Linked DNA regions of Macaca mulatta: region 2 is linked to region 1. Evidence: chromatin contacts called from public Hi-C data. All regions are on one chromosome and are shown on one strand. The core of a region is the stretch at or near the end of the contact, and the rest is flanking DNA. Distances in the headings are between cores, read along the strand shown.

What was found. Hi-C and Micro-C count contacts between places; a contact is called where the count stands out from the background.
Region 2: a Hi-C map of liver shows a contact between it and region 1, with 4 times the contacts expected there. The contact joins the promoter of C1GALT1C1 here to the promoter of CUL4B in region 1. A contact is called at or near these places in 2 of 14 Hi-C or Micro-C datasets (blood and liver).

Annotation. Positions count from the first base shown.
Region 1 is chrX:126,960,151-126,964,476 of T2T-MMU8v2.0, forward strand. It overlaps CUL4B (cullin 4B), which reads right to left and starts at 2,247. Exons shown (of 21, transcript XM_028842453.2): 1 at 1,982-2,247; 2 at 689-1,231. The coding sequence starts at 2,009. It overlaps LOC144338816 (a long non-coding RNA gene), which reads left to right and starts at 1,455. Exons shown (of 2, transcript XR_013413208.1): 1 at 1,455-3,878.
Region 2 is chrX:127,032,653-127,036,978 of T2T-MMU8v2.0, forward strand. It overlaps C1GALT1C1 (C1GALT1 specific chaperone 1), which reads right to left and starts at 2,041. Exons shown (of 2, transcript NM_001260840.2): 1 at 1,913-2,041.

The DNA.
Region 1 (4,326 bases), core at 997-3,496:
TAAAAGCTGCAAGTCGATACTTTAAAATCCATTTTAGTGATGGAAAAAATAGATGTAGTAATTGTTCCTATCTTTAGACTAGTGGTACACAGACTTACTACTTCTGTGTATACACAATGTTTTTCACTTTCAAACCCTACCTTTGGAAAGAAATACAGAGAACATAAATTTTTCTTCTAATATTGCTTCCAAATGAGTTTCATGAATACAGTGTAAATCTAATTATAAATATTATTTGAGCACAAAAAGATCACTATTGCTACCTGCATTTCTAGGCATTGGATAATGTGGCCTACTGAAGCATAAAAATAAAAATCCCAGCAGTGCCAAGGCTCGCTATGCACCTGAAATAAATAAACCTCTTTAGAATACAAATTTCTCACCTGTAAAATCCGGATCAATCATACCGATTGTCAGTGTTATAAGGAATAACAGATTAAATACAATAGGCTGAAAAAAAACCTCAAAATACTGCACAGAAACACCCGGTGTATGCTTCAGCACAAGGATCCTAACCACCCCCGGAAAATGAACCCTCCACCAAAAAAGGACCTCCCCTCCACCTCATTGATTATGCATAAAACATTAGGCCACCTCCAAACTGTTTAATATATTAACATAAATAGAGCACGTGACCCCTCGAGTGTCAAATCCTTATTAGGTGATTATGGATTTTGGCCTTGGTTACCTTTAAAGTTCTTGATCACTAACTTCTTAGCAGAGCCAGGCTTGCTGTTAGCAAAGCTAGAGACGGTGGTAGAAGATTTGGCTAGGCCGTTTGCATGATGCACCGAAGCCACAGAAGAGATTAATATACTCTTATTTTTAAGTTGCTGCTGCTGAGATGTTGCAGCAGTTGGTGAAGATGAGGAGGAGGAGGAGGAGGATTCCTCAGCCATCTTCGCATCAAACCCTACAAACTCCAGGGTGTCTTCAAAACGCAGCTTCTTCTGTATCGGTACGTGGCTGGAAGCAGCCACTGAAACCCCCAGGCAGAAGGACGAGGTTGAAGGGGATGCCGAATCCCTGGGTTGTAAAGGAGGAGTGGAAGAGGAGGAAGAGGTGGAATCAAAGTCTTCTCTCTCGTTACTACTGTTACTGCTGCTACTGCTGCTGCTGTTTAACTTTCTCTTCTTGGCAGAGGTGGGCGGAGTGGTGCTGGTATTACCATCAGTGGCAGATCTGACCTCCTGAGCAGCAGCAGCAGCTGAGGGACTGGGGGAAGAAAAACCTGTTGGAAACATGAAAATAGCGGGGTCAACAGGCAGAGGAGCATCAAAAACCTACGTTTATATGCCTGCGTGCGTGTAGGAGAGAAGGTGGCAATGCTAGAGGGGGAAGGGAAGAAAGAAGAGAGGAGAAACACAGAGGACGAGAAGGAAAGTGAAGGCGGGGGGGGGCTACACCGGGGGAATGGGAGGGTTTGGGAAGGCGGATAGGCTGACACCAGGAGTGAGCAGAACGAGGGGGGAGAGCGAATGAGGAGGCAGACAGGTAAACGGCCGTGCCGTCCCCCTCCCCTGCTTTTCGATCTCTCTCCCCCCCTTTCTGCAGGAGCGACTCAGCGAGTCTGTGAGGCTGCAGCTCCTCCTCCTTTTCTCCCTCTCCCTGGGAGGGGAGAGGCTGTGGTTGGGGGAAAGGGGGAGGGGGAAAGAACCAGGGCTTGTTATTGTCAATAGCACAAGAGGCTAAAGATGGCGCCATTTCCGGTCACGCGGCACCGAGGGAGGGGCGGTGCCAACCTCAGGGATTGGGGGTGAGGGAAGCGCTGCAGCCGCCCGGGGGGCGGGTGAGCTCGCGCGTGAGGGGGCGGCTGGGAAGGGGCGGCTAAAGTGCCCCAGACGCTCGCGCTAGTTCGCTCCGGCTCCCGCTCTCCTTCGCGCTCCCCCTTCCTGGCAGCGCCTTCCTTCCCTGGCCCACCGGGGACTCCCACTCGCTCCTTAACGGTCCCGCGGGAAGCTCCGCGCCGCAGCGCCCTTACCGGAAGTGACTGGGCAGACACTTTTCATAGCGCCCAGATCCCGAAGCCCCCAGGCCCGCAGGACTTGAGTTGGGGGGGGAAGGGGGGAGGGAGAAATTGGGGGGAAGAAAGGTGGATGGGAGGAGGGGGCGGGCCTTCGAGACACCTTCGGAGCTCCTGATTGGAGCTTTCTGAAGGCGAGGGGGTGGGGGGGGGGTGGCGGGAGGAACGGGGAGGAGCGGGAAGGAGCCTCGGGGAGGGAAGGTAGTGACGGCGAGGGGCGGAGTGAGCTAGCTGGGAAAACGGAGGAGGAGGAAGAGGAGGAGAGAGGGAGGGACGAAATAAAATGTAAAGGTCCGGGAGAATGGAAACTTTGAAAGAGATAAAGGAATAAGGAGTGGTTGCAAGGCTAGGGGAGTAACCCTAAATAGAGGAAAACATAATCATGCTATTATGCCCGTTACTGGAGAGGAATGTCCCGATGTTAAGATAGGAAAGGAGAAGAAAACGAGCTAAGATAGGAAGAAAAGGACTTTTTGATTCGGTGCCGCTATAAATTGTTTCTCTTTTATCTCAAGGCACCACAGACCCAAGGCTGAATAAGGCCTGAGTTTTGATGCCTTTCTCTTTCATGTAGCTGTAAATCCTTTTATCTTCCTACCAGGAGCATTTTCTAAGCTGGCTGGCCAAATTAAGGGTGTATTCTAAGGCGAAGAAATAGAAAGGTAACTAACCCCTCACCCACTGAGCACTGTGCCCAGGACCGTCCTAACCCCCACTCTATCAGTCCTTAACTCAGTAATTTATAGACCAAAGCTAAGACCCACTTCCTTCTTTTGCCAAATCTCAGCTTACACGCTGTCCCAAAGGAGACATTTTAGAACAATATTGGCAAAAGTTAATGTTTTCTACCAATGTGTTTCATGAGCCCCCGCTTTACATTTGATGACTGATTTTAAAAATCTTTAAATTTAGTTAAATTAGCAACAATCAACCTTGTAAATTCCCTGTTGGGAGTTTTTACTTAACCTTGGGGCATTCTCAGAGGGAGGTAACACAATGTCAAATAGAACTAAATTTGCCAACCTGTTGATCATTCTAACTGCAAAAGCATTCAGTGAGCATGTATGGTAAGACACTATGCAAGGTCTCTGCCCTTGAGAAGCCAGTAAGGGAAGATAGTTTCAAAACTAATTTCCATAACAATACTATGACAGATATACAAAGTGCTGTCAGAAGAGGCAAAACAAGAAATTTGGGGGAAATCTGGAATAGGAATAGTTTTACAGAGATTGTGTTTATGCTGTGCCTCAAAGTGGGAGTTGCCAAAAAGACAAGAGGGAACAGGATGAAAGGCATTTTGGGGAATGGAAACAAGGGCAAAGCAAGGAGTGAAAGGGCCTGGCCTGTTTATGGAAACATGGAAAGTGCAGTGAGGCTGGGAAGTAGGATGTCTAGCTGGGAGTAAGGAAGATGAGGCTCAAAAGGGCCTGGCACACCAAGCCAAGAATTTGGAGTCTACTCTGTAGGCAATCATAGATAGCAGGGAGACAATCCAGCAAGCAGAGCTTTTACAAACCAGGAGTGACAGGATTGTGAGTGGAGTAAAAGCAGCTTGTATGGTATAGCTTGTGATAGGTGAATCAGAACCCTGCAAATAAATAACTTTCTAACTTTGTTTAAACAGGCCTACTTGTTTTTGTGTCTTGAAAAGTCCCTGATTAAAATGCAAATCAACCTTTGGCATTATTAAACGATATCATTGCTATTTGATGACAGCCTGCTGAAAGCAAGGCTCTAATGGAACTTAGAACCCAAGGCCCCTGAGAAGGGAGACAGGGGCCTGAAAAGGGACAGATGGAAGCACTCCTATCTGTTTTGAATATACCACATAGGTTTTTTGGTTTGGTTTGGTTTGGTTTTGGAGACAGAATCTTGCTGTGTCGCCCAGGCTGGAGTGCAGTGGTGTAATCTTGGCTCACTGCAACCTCTGCCTCCTGGGTTCAAGCGATTCTTGTGCGTCAGCCTCCTTGAGTACCTGGGACTACAGGCGCATATCAGTATGCCTGCTAATTGTTTTGTATTTTTAGTAGAGTCAGGGTTTTGCCATGTTGGCCAGGCTGGTCTCAAACTCCTGGCCTCAAGTGATCTGCTGCCTCAGCCTCCCAAAGTGCTGGGCCTACCATATAGTTCTTGCTGCCCAAATAGAAACAGTAAACTCTTAAGGCCAGGAAAGATGCCTTAAAACATTGAGTTTTCCTTTATCGTGTCTCACATTTCACAAAACTCTGAACTACTGTAAACGCAGGGTAAATACTTATTGAATTAACTATTTCATCGCATGTGAATAAAATAATGCTGTGTCT
Region 2 (4,326 bases), core at 791-3,290, 72 kb after region 1:
CTCATGGCTGTTATCTCAGCACTTTGGGAGGCTGAGGTGGGTGGATCCCTTGAGCTCAGGAGTTCGAGACCAGCCTGGGCAACATGGTGAAACACTCTCTCTACCCAAAATACAAAAAAATTAGCCAGACGTGGTGGTGGGTGCCTGTAATCCCAGTTACTCAGGAAGCTGAGGTACAAGAATCTCTTGAACTTGGGAGGTGGAGGCTGCAGTGAGCTGTGATCTCATCATGGCACTCTAGCCAGGGCATCAGAGTGAGACTCTGTCTCAGAAAAAATAAATAAATAAAAGAAATTAAAAGCTGATATTAAATACACTTGTTCAAAAAAATTGTATGTTAACCATTTATTCTAGTAAAGGCTGAATTTTCCAATCTTCCCTCCATCTTCAGAAAAAAGCGATCTATTGAGCTACTTAGATTTCCCTGTTTTCTCTTATGGTTGAAAGGAGCCTTAGAAAGCTACCCAATGTCAGTCACTTCTCTCATTTTACAGAGAGAAAATGGAAGTCCACAGAGGTTAAGTAACTGATTCAGTCACACAGTCAGACAGTGGTAGAAGTGGATTAGAAACCACATTTCTCGAATCAGTTTAATGTTTTTTTCCATTACAGAATAATTGCCATAGTGCTTCTACCACATTAGAGTTTGATAAATGGGTTACTGAATATCCTTGTTTTCATACAAATGGAAAAAAAGTGGGATCTGTTGACCATAACTGATGTTTTGCACCCAACAGCACCATATTGTTACAAGGAAACCACTCCTATGGTTTTCTTCTAGAGGAAATGGAATTTTGACTTTACCAGAAAGACAAGGTGTGGAATAGTTTGGCAGATGTAATTTCTGAGTGGTGGGTGGCGCAAGAGGCAGGAAGGCTTTCCTCTGTCACTCACAGAACTTGGTCAATAAACACAGTTCTAAGAAGAGAAGTGACAGAAAACAAGCGCTGCATAATATTAGAATTGTCGGCTGTGCACGGTGGCTCACGCCTGTAATCCCAACACTTTGGGAGGCCGAGGCGGGTGGATCACCTGAGGTCAGGAGTTCAAGACCAGCCTGGCTAACATGGTGAGACCCTGTCTCTACTAAAAATACAAAAATTAGCCGGGCATGGTGACATATGACTGTAATCCCAGCTACTCAGGAGGCTGAATCGCTTGAACCCGGGAGATGGAGGTTGCAGTAAGCCAAGATCGCGCCACAGCACTCCAGCCTGGGCGACAAGAGCGAGACTCTGTCTCAAAACAAACAAACAAACAATTTGTCAGGTGCACCCTAAAATTAATTTATATAGGATTTTTGTATTTCATGTCACGCAGTTTTCATTATTTCTGGCCAATACATAATTCACACAGTTTCTTTGCTCAATTATGTTATATGTGTCAGAATTCTTCCTGATGGCGATCCTACTCCTGGCTGCAAAAATAGGGATCAAAACTCAGTAAGTCTACACATTTTTAAACACAATAATTTGCAAAAATTATCCTAAGGAGATTTTTTTCCCCATCAGAGAGGCAAAAAATGTAACAGTAGGGATGCATATGATAGAATACTTTGTGCAGAAAGAAATTTAAAACTGCACACGAGCACAAATGAAACTGAAACTACCCCAATGGTTTTTAGAGGAACCTTTTTGGGTGAAGGTAGTTGAGGTGAAGTACGGAAAAGGAAGACGAAATAGGGAAGAAAAGTGAGAGGGAGGACATGGTAACCTAGAGATCCCTCTGAAGGACCAAGAGAGCGCCCCCAGGAAGAAGGCTCTCGGTCTCCTGTGCTGACAAGCCTCCCGCTGCACCTGCCCAAGCATCCCGCGTGGAGCATGCTGGGAGAGGGCTGGGGCCCAGGCCTCCCCCAAGAGACGGAGGGGAGTCAGGGTGCGCTCGGGGTGGGGGTCAAGGCCCCGCCACTCACCCGCGTCTAGAACGGCTTAGGGGCAGGAAAGCGCAGCCGCGCACGGGTTTCCTCTCACGTTGGCGCGCCACTCGGTTGCGCTCCTGGCCGGGATGCTCTAGCCGCAGGCGGTGTCCTCTCGTTGGTCTCGCTTAAGGTGGGGAGGGCCAGGAAACGGGCGCCGCGAAGGCGGGGCAAAGGAGCCCGCGGCTGGGCGGAGCCGTCCGTTTGCCCGCCCGCTCAGGCGTCGGAAGGGCCGGCGCGCAGGCTGCGCGCACATTGCGCGCACACTGCGTGCCCTTTCTCCCCGCCCCCTACCGAGTTCAGAGACGTGCTTTAGGCCTACGTGACCCGTACGCTCCCCTTTACCCAACGGGACGCCCAGAGAGGAGGCCGTGCGTACGACTCGCTGACACCTCCTACTTCACCTTCCTGGCATGGAAATTGCGAGAGCGAGAGATTCTTGCTCCCAGTGTCGCTTGTTATCAGACCTCTTGATGGTTTCTCTGATGTACCCCTGCGTCGTTGAACCCTCATATTGCCCACTCCCCTAGTACTCCTGGGCTGAGACCAAAACGCAGGCCACTGAAATAGTCGTGCAATTATGGCATCAAGGGTTTCTTATGATTACTGGAATGAGATCTGAAGCCCCACTGCCTGGAATCCAATCCTGTCTTCACCACACCTTTTGATATTCTGGGAAAGTTACTTCACCTCGCTGTGCCTCAGTTCCCTCATTTGTAAAGTACAGAAAATATCACAGTAGTGCCTATTTCATAGAAAATTAGATGAGATAGTGCATATGACTCCGTTAGCAAAATTTCAGGCCTAGAGTAAGCGTTTACTAAAAAGTACTGGCTGTTAGTATTCACCCCAGTATTTCTAGTACTTAACCACAGTGCCAGCACGCAGTGGTCAGTAAATATTAGTGGAATTAATGAATAGTAGAACTACAGCTGAGGAACCAGGCCTAAAAAGGATAAGGAAATTTCAAAAGGCCACACAGCAAGTTAATGGCAGAGGTGTGACTGGAATCCAGGTCTCTCTCTTTTTTTTTTTGAGACGGAGTTTCGCTCTTGTTGCCCGGGTTGGAGTGCAATGGCGCGATCTTGGCTCAGTGCAACCTCTGCCTCCCGGGTTCAAGCGATTCTTCTACCTCAGCCTCCTTAGTAGCTGGGATTACAGGAGCCCGCCACCACGCCCGGCTAATTTTTGTATTATTAGTAGAGACAGGGTTGGCCAGGCTGGTCTTGAATTCCTGACCTCAGGTGATCCACCCGCCTCGGCCTCCCAAAGTGCTGGGATTACAGGCGTGAGCCACTACACCTGGCCCTCAGGTCTTCTAATTAGGAGTGCAGAGCTCTCTTTCCACAAAATATTTGATGTGATGTGTCTTTTTTTCTTCTTCTTCTTCTTTTTTTTTTTTTTTGGAGACCGAGTTTCTTCGCTCTTTTTGCCCAGGCTGGAGTGCAATGGCGGGATCTCGGTTCACTGCAGCCTCCGTCTCCCGGTTTCAAGTGATTCTCCTGCCTCAGCCTCTCGAGTGGCTAGGATTACAGGCATGCGCCACTATGTCCGGTTAATTTTTTTTGTTTTTAGTAGAGACGGGGTTTCCGCCATGTTGGCCAGGCTGGTCTCGAACTCCTGACCTCAGTTGTTCCACCTGCCTCGGCTTTCCACAGTGCTGGGATTACAGGTGTGAGCCACCGATCTGTCTTTTAAAATTCATTTTTGGCCAGGTGCAGTGGTTCACGCCTATAATCCCAACACTTTGGGAGGCCGAGACGGGTGGATCACCTGAGGTCAGGAGATCGAGACCAGCCTGGCCAACCCCGTCTGTACTAATAATACAAAAATTAGTTGGGCTTGGTGGCGCACGCTTGTAATCCCAGCTACTCCGGAGGCTGAGGCAGGAGACTTGCTTGAAACCGGGAGGCGGAGATTGCAGTGAGCTGAGATTGTGCCACTGCACTCCAGCCTGGGTGACAGAATGAGACTCCGTCATAAAATAAAAAAAAAAAAAAATAAAAAAAAAATTGACACAAGATGCTCTGAAACAGAATAAACCATGGGATTTTCAACATCAAAAGCGCTGTTAATGAGAAATTTTCTAAGAACCCAGTTCTTTGCTTGACAAATAACTTAAATATACTTAGCATTTTAAATAAAGTTAGTGAGATGATTGACTTATGATTTTTTTTTTTTTTTTTTTTTTTTTTGAGACAGAGTCTCACTCTGTCACCCAGGCTGGAGTGCAGTGGTGTGATCTTGGCTCACTGCAACCTCCATCTCCCAGGTTCAAGCAATTCTCCTGTCTCAGCCTCCCAAGCAGCTGGGACTACAGGCGCATGCCACCACACCTAGCTAATTTTTGTATTTTTAGTAGAAACAGGGTTTCACCACATTGGTCAGGCTGGTCTAGAACTCTCATCCTC